2 separate regions of the Canis lupus genome follow, and region 2 is linked to region 1. The links are chromatin contacts, called in public Hi-C maps. All regions are on one chromosome and are shown on one strand. Each heading gives the region's core, a stretch centred on a gene start, on an enhancer-like site or on the middle of the called end of the contact. The rest is flanking DNA. Distances are from core to core; before and after follow the strand shown.

Region 1 (4,131 bases), core at 1,181-3,680:
ATGATCAATACAGTAAAGAATCTAGAAATTTCCAAGTGTATTTGGCCCCAGAACTTTCAATTCACATTATATCTATTAACATCCACATATTAGAAATCATGGGTTTTGTGGTTTGATTTCACATAAAATGTAAGGTGTACGAAGGCAAGCACTTTGTCTTGTACCCTACTGTATCTTCAGGCCATAGAAGAGCTGCCTGCACATAATAGGTACTCAATAAATTTATATTCATTGCATAATGGATATACTTTCCTTTAAGCTAATTTGAAAATAGCCTCTGAAAATAGTATGCATAGTGACGTGAAACATGGGTTTATATGCTCTGCTAGTGAAAGTGTAAATAGGTTTAATCTTTTAAAAAGCAGCCTAACTTCATGCAGCAAGAGCTTCTAAAGTATATGTCCTCTCACTAAGTTGTGTTGCTTCTGGAAATCTACTTGGATGTTATTCTAAGTATGAAAAATAAAAAGTTTGTATTTAAGATGCTCAGGAGATGCAGTATTGTTTAAAATGGGGAAAAAAAAACCCACCTGGAAACCATCTGAATTATGTTCAGATGAATAATTAAGATACAGAATATTCACTTGATGGGTTATTCTGCAGCCATTAATATGCTTATGAAAATTATAGAACTTTGAAATATTCCTATATTATATTGTAAGCACACATTCATAAATCACATATAATTCTTTTTCCTCTTGTATTAAGGAAAAAGGCAAGAAACTAAATTGTATATAAATTATAATCCATATATGTAACAACAACAAATGCAAAATAAGGAACTAACACTGAGTGCCACTGTGCCAGGCAATTGCTCTAAATACTTCATATACATATAACATCTTTATTTTCCTAATAATCTATAAGGCAGGTATTATTATAATACCCATTATAATACTGAAAAAAACTGCTCAAATGCTGACACTCAAATATTGACAACAGCTGCCTCTGAGTGATGAAAAAGACAGTAATTATATTCCCTGCACTTTTCTGCATTCTTACAAGTATTATGTATGGGGAGAAAACTGCTCTTTACAAGGGTAAACTAATGAATATTAATCTGTGTTCCTGTAACGGATCTGAACAGGAAAAAAAAAACTTAATTGACCGCGGGACCCCTTAATTTCAACCAGGGAACTCCGACCCACCCGTGCTCTGCTCGCCAGTTCTCTACTGTACAGAAGAGGAAAATAAGAGTAAGCTCCATTTAGGGTGAAATAGGCTGAAAATCGCTTGTTTTTGTGAATGCAGAGAAACTGGCCAAGGCTAGTGTTGGGTTTTCAGTTTCAATGTCACACTTGCTCAACCCCAAGATAACCTCGGATAACCACTGTGCTCTACCCAGAATCAAGAATTCAGGCACCGGGAACCTCATATCCCCTTACAGACCAACGAGTTGGTGGTGAGATGGGGGTGGGGGGGTGGAGGGGGTGGAGGGGTGGAGGGGGTGGAGGTAGGAGCTGTCACCGCCCAGGCAGGCACTGAGCAGGAAGAGTTGCAGCTGGAGCCCTACAGCTCCTTTCCTTTTATGCAGAGGGAAGAACTGAGCTTGATACATCCTTTGGACGCGGAGGAAAGAAGGGATAAAAGATCCTAATGATGCTAGTCATCAATGTGAAATGGGACATATGCGGGGGTGGGGGGTGGGGGGGTAGTACCAGACTACCTACGTCTCAGAGCTGTCCTGAGACTCAACATAAAAAATGAAACTATATATGTGGTTTAAATAAACCCTAAAATTCAAATAATTGCATTAAATAAACTACCATGTAAATCAACCATTAAATAAACCCCAAAACTCAAGTAATCACAAACCACTATTATGGCCATATCCAAGGAGCTGCAGTGCATTGGGGAATAAATGTAACTTATTTATCTATTTATCTAATGAAAATATTTATCTAATTTATCTACTTATCTAAATGGAAATTTACAATGGAAATATTTATCTAATTTATCTATTTATATAAATGGTAATTTATTTATTTTAAGATTTTATTTATTTATTCATAGACACAAGAGAGAGAGAGAGAGAGAGAGGCAGAGACACAGGCAGAGGGAGAAGCAGGCTCCACGCTGGGAGCCCGATGTGGGACTCGATCCCAGGTCTCCAGGATCACACCCCAGGCTGCAGGCGGCGCCAAACCGCTGCGCCACCGGGGCAGCCCCTAAATGGAAATTGAAAATGGAAATATTTATCTAACTTATCTATTTGTCTAGATGGAAATTTGAAAACGAGGGACAACAAATCCACCGTACAGGTAAGGATTACGTGGTAACAAGGATTTCAACTTAAGGCGCTGTCCGAGCTCGCTAGCTCAGCGGGTCCAACTCTTTTAACACTTGTTTCTAAGAACCACAACTCCCAGCCTGACGGCGACCCCTGCGCATGCGGCCTGACCACCTGCGCCTACATTTCCCAGAGGGCCGAGCGGCTACGCTGACGCACGCGTGCGCCCTTGAGTCTCTCTGACGCGGGTTTGACCTACAGCCCCCCGGAGAAGATGGCCGCCCCAGCGGTGTCCGGGCTGTCCCGGCAGGTGAGAGAGGACGGAGGTCCTGAAAACTAGCGAGAGGATCCCTCTTAGGGCGGAATGTGCCAGAGCCCTAGGAGCCGCGGGGCGAGGCCGCAGCTGGGACAGCGTGGCCGCCGTCGGGTTCGTGGGGCCCGGCGAGTGGGGGCGAGCGGCCCTGCCGGCGCCCTGCGGGCGGGGGGCGCAGGGGGACGCGCGCCTGACCTTGGGGAGCCCGGAGCACAGCCTCGGGACGCCGCTGAGCTTGAGGAGCAACGCGGGGGCGGGGGGCCTGCCCCGGACGCCGAGGAAAGGACACGCCCCACGCCCCCAGTCCTTTAACTCTGTCGTTGTGCCTAAACCTCTCAGGGGCCCACCAGTAACGCTTCAGGATTATTTGCAAAGCCCATTTTTCACCTTTGTGCAAAGAGAAGGAGACGGAAGCGTTTAAGTGACTCGGCCTTGGCCGCCCAGCCAGTAAGGGGTGCACAGAGCTGAGATTCGAGCCCGCAGAGTCACACGGAAGATGGAGTGGGAAGGGAAAGCCGTGCTGTTTAGGCTACAAGGCAGCACGGTGCATGGCACGACGCCTCGCCGCTTGGCTGAGTGTTCATGCGTGATGAAGTATTTGGATCCCCGCAGCCAGTTTTGGTGTAATAACGCTGCAGATTTGAGATATTATGTTAAGGTGACCTGTGCCCTTGCAGATGCTATTTAAACGAGCTCCAGCTCGGTTCCTCGGGAGGCCAGATCCCGTGTCTGAGAACTAGGGCTTGGGCTCACGTTAGACGGCTGCAATGCTCAGAGGATCAGTCTCCGTTTTCCTATATCATTTGGTTTCTAAGAAGGTGTATCTCTTGCACATCACGACTGGAAGCCTCCCTTTTTTTTTTTTTTTTTAAACTAAAATCCTTCCTCACGGGTGGAAATATAAATGCAAATAATAATAATACACGGGTGGTGATATAAATGCAAATAATCATCATCATCTTGGGGTTTTTTTTGAAAATCATCATCGTCATCTTGGGGGTTTTTTTTGAAAACTGTATTTCAGCCATATTTGTGTTTTCTCTCTTACACTGACGTGTGCTAGCCTCAGCCTGTTTCTAGCAAAACTGGGGAGTTGGTGGGAAAGCCTATTTCCCAGGCAACTAGGGATGAATCTCAATGGGGGGGGGGGGGACTTTACCCCTAGGGGATAAATAGCAGCTCATGGTAATCTGTGTGATGATACTCGGAAACTAATCGTTTGAAATGTTTTATTACTGTTTTAAAGGTGCGGTGCTTTAGCACATCTGTGGTCAGGCCGTTTTCCAAGCTCGTGAGGGTATGTCCCCTTTTCTAATTAATTGTGGAGTAGATGAACATGTGTGAGTCCAACGGCAATACAGTAGGGCATAGATGTTTGTATAAGTGCCACCTAAACCTTTCTGCGTGATCTGTGGTTTCCAAAAGGTGATGTGTGCATGAGGGCAGGGAATGGAATACGTTGAATGTGGGATGTGCGGCAGGCCCATGCATAACGTTTATGAGAATTTCCTTTTTTTTTTTTTTTTTAAAAGATTGTATTTATTTATTCATGAGACACACAGAAAGAGAGGCAGAGACACAGGCAGAG
Region 2 (3,763 bases), core at 628-3,127, 130 kb before region 1:
GTACAAGTAACACGGTAATGCAAGTACAGTTAAACTAATCTGCTTGAAGCCAGTTAACTAACCTATGTATTTGGCAGTTATGCTAAAAACAAAGAGTGCGGAGTTTTCATTTCAAAGGTTTATGCAAGGAACAACTATCACGCCTATACTCTACTACTACTAGTCTGTCTGGTCCCCAAAACAAGGTAAAATAAATTTCAATAACCACGTTTCCCAGGCTCTATGGTATCGCCTAAAAGCCACAGGTTAAAGGGAGGGCTTAACCAGTTCCTACATAATTAAAAACGCTTCCTTTTTAATAATGTGCTTCTGGTTTTTCCTTGTTCCCTACTCTCCCTACGCAATAATATCTTAGCGTGGAGGGCTTAGAGCCAGAAAGGGGGAATCCTCCGGAGGCTAAACAATACAATCTTCTCTTCTCCCAGATTCTGGGAGCACAAGCTCGGGACACAATGGCACAGCCTCTCTAGCCCTGATCAAGAGGCACTGGTGTCCTTTCCCACTCTGTAATGTGCGGAGACTACAGAACAGTTGCCTCAAGCTCCGTGATCACCGGTTTTTCTGTAAGGTCGGACCGTGATCCCAAGGCTTAAATTTAAGTTCAACCAAACTTCAGTGAATAGGTATTGACCCTAAGCGTGCGTGATTCTGGCGCTGGAGGACGCTCTGCTTCCCAAGTTGAGACGTGAGAGAGTTTTTATTATTATTATTTTTTATTATACGGGAGTGGGGAGGGGGAGCGGGGGAATAGAGGGGGTGGGGGTGGAGCACAGACCACACTCTACGTTACCGAATTCACGGGAAGGATGGGGATTTCGGCGAAGGCTTGTGGAGTACCTGACCCAGAACAGAGGACGAAGAGCCGCCTCCGGGCCGCGGGGCCCTGTCCTCGGCCTCACCATCACTTGCAACGAACGGGCTCGCAGGTTCGCTTAGCATCCCTCCAAAACCTGAAGTCCCCTACCTCAAGATCAATCAAAAAGCAGGGGGAGCCAAAGTTTCTTCCGGAAGGCGCAAAAAAAGGCCACAACTTGGATGAATGAAACTGGGCTAAGGGCACCCGGAGCAGGATTTTCGCTCTAGTCAGAAAAAGAGAAGTCAAAGATTCTTTTTTTTTTTTTTTTCTTTTTCTTTTTTTTTTTTTTTTTCAAAAAAAAAAAAAAAAACGTGAGGTCGGTTATAAGCGCCCGTGGTCCAGAAAACTGCACAAACACGCTGTGGAGAACACGTTTTATTGAGCGCGGACGGCTCCGGGGCGGCCGGCGGGCGCTAGAGTGGAGGCGGAGCGGGCGGAGCGGCGGCGGCGGCGGCGGTGGCGGTGGCGGCGGCGGCGGCGGGGCCGGCGACGAGGCAGCTTCGCGACGGCGGGAGCGGGGCCGGGCGCTCGCGCGTGTCCTCCCGCGGACCTTCAGGGGCTCCCGCGGCCGCCCCGCCCCCCGCCCGCCCCGCCGGCCGGCCGCGTGCGAGGCACACCCTCCCGCGGCCGCGCTCCCGCGCGGGCACACCCCCGCCTCCCGCGCGCACGCGGCCTCGCGCGCCGGCCGGCCCACGCGCGCCCCCCTCAGCGCGGACGCCCGCCGCCCGCCGCCCGCCGCCCGCCCGCGGCCCCGGCCGCCCCCCGCCCGGCCGCGCGGGGAGAGCGGGGGGCGACGGCCTAGCGGCTGAGGGCGGGGGCGGGGGCGGGGGCGGCGGCGGCCGCGCGGGAAGGCGGGCTGTGTGTGGGGGGAAGGTCACTTACCCGCTGCATGGCTTTCAGGATCAAAGCCAGCTCGTAGCGGGGCATGCCCGGAGGCTCGGCGCGCGGCTCCGGACCGAGCCGGCTCCCGGGACGCAGGAGGGGCGGGGACCGCGGGGGGCCTGACGCGCTGCTGGGCCGGAAGGCTCCCGGGCGGCGAAAGCACGCTCCGGCCGAGCGAGCCCGGGCTTTAAGGCTCTGGCAGCTGCGCAGACGCCCGGCCACGCCCCCCTGCGCGCCCCGCCCCCTCGCGCCGCGCCCCGCCCCCTCCTTAAGGCGGCCGCGCCGCGCCCCCTCGGCAGTCCGCTTCCCCCTCCGCGGGGGGCACCCCTGGCCCCGCAGCCGCCGCGCGGGCGCGGGCGCGGGCGCGGGCGCGGGCGGGGCGGCGGCGGCGCCGCGGGCTCGGCCGGGAGGGGGCCAGCGCGGGCCGCACTCCGCCTCCGACCCTGCCGCCGCCGCCGTTCCAGCTACCTACGGTTCTCGAACCAGCTGGAACTTTCCACGCCTTCCGTCTCCTCCCGGGCGGCGGGCTAGCGGGCGCCCTCGTGTGCGTGTGCGTGTGCGTGTGCGCGTGCGCCGAACGGTGCGGTCTGGTCCGTGCGCGCGCCCCTCGCCCGCGGCTTCCCCGCGCGGGGGGACCCTGGAAGGCGGCCGCCGCTGCTCCGGGCGGGGTCGCGGCCGGGCCTGGGCTCTCCCCGCCCGCCGTTGCGCAGGGGAGTTCCAGAACGTTCCGGCCGGGGACTGCGCTTCCGCGCGCGGAGGGATGCTCCGGGCTACCTTGCCCCTCCGCGCCCCCTGCCCACCGCCGTGCACGGGCGGCCGCAGACGCGGATTCCCGGGGCCCCTTCCCCGGCGAGGCGGGCGCAGGGCGCGAGGTCGGGTCAGCCCCCGTCGCTCGCCGGCCGCCTGACCTTGGCGGGCTCCTGCAGAAAGGGGAGGTGAAGGGCACCTACTTCCCAGGGCCGCGATGCCTTTGAGTGAGCTGATGCACGTAAGCTGCGGAGAACGATGCCTGCACAGACCCGGGCGCGACACAGGCATCTGTTGTTGTGTGAGCCCGGCCTGCCCCACGTGTAGTTGCCAAGGGCAGGCTAATACTTTGGCTCAAACCGATATTCTTTAAATGTTTGCTCAGCGTTCATTTAGAGGACCAGCTGCGAACTTGGAAAGCCCTTTTAGTAACCGTCTGGGAGCTTGAGCGTGCCCTGGAGGGAGGAGAGTCTCGTGGTACGTTCCCTTTACCCCCCAAAGAGGCACACAGGGCTCACCTTTCCCTCCAGCCATTGGCTCTACTTTTCCTGGCAGGCGTTGAACAAAATGCATTTTTTCTTCCCCCAGTTCCACTGCTTAGAGACTGAGCCCCTTGCAGCTGTCGCCCCCGAATACTGTGCTTGCCCCCATTAGAAAGGGCTGTAGGTGAAATGTCTGTATTTAAAGTGCTTTGATGCTAATAGGTAAAACTTACTGAGCACTTAGACTTGTGTATCAGGCACTGCACTAAGGTTTTCACATGCCCCTCCTAAAATTCTTACTTTGTGAGGCACATACTATTATTAACCCCCCACTTTAAGGATTCAAAAATACAGGAACACAAAGGTTATGCAACTAGGCCCAGGTCAAACAGTAATAGAAAATTTGGAACAAGACTATAGGAAGGCTGAGCCCATACCTAGTCCAGCCTCTGGTTACCTCGCAGCACGCAGATGAAGATGCCAATGATATTATTCAGATTTACCACGTGTTCCATGTAAAACAAGAATGGAGTCTCTTTGTCACCTTATCCTGACACTTTAGTATCTCTCAGATCTTATCTCTCTCCCCCATCAAAATTAAGATGATTTTTGAACACATCTATTCTGTGATATCTGGGTTTTAACATTTTCTGTTCTTGGACTTCACAACTCATACTCTTCCAAAGAAAAACTACACAGGTATTAATACAAATTACTTGGTTAGTGTTGACTCATTTCACTTTTGGGTAACAACAACAACAAAAAAAAAAAAATAGAATACTATAAATAAATAACA

Evidence for each region. Hi-C and Micro-C count contacts between places; a contact is called where the count stands out from the background.
Region 2: a Hi-C map of blood shows a contact between it and region 1, with 2.3 times the contacts expected there. The contact joins the promoter of SLC5A3 here to the promoter of ATP5PO in region 1. A contact is called at or near these places in 3 of 9 Hi-C or Micro-C datasets (amygdala and blood).

What each region holds. Positions count from the first base shown.
Region 1 is chr31:29,065,615-29,069,745 of UU_Cfam_GSD_1.0, reverse strand. It overlaps ATP5PO (ATP synthase subunit O, mitochondrial), which reads left to right and starts at 2,430. Exons shown (of 7, transcript XM_038581415.1): 1 at 2,430-2,540; 2 at 3,790-3,840. The coding sequence starts at 2,505.
Region 2 is chr31:29,193,601-29,197,363 of UU_Cfam_GSD_1.0, reverse strand. It overlaps SLC5A3 (solute carrier family 5 member 3), which reads right to left and starts at 1,877. Exons shown (of 2, transcript NM_001195140.1): 1 at 1,739-1,877.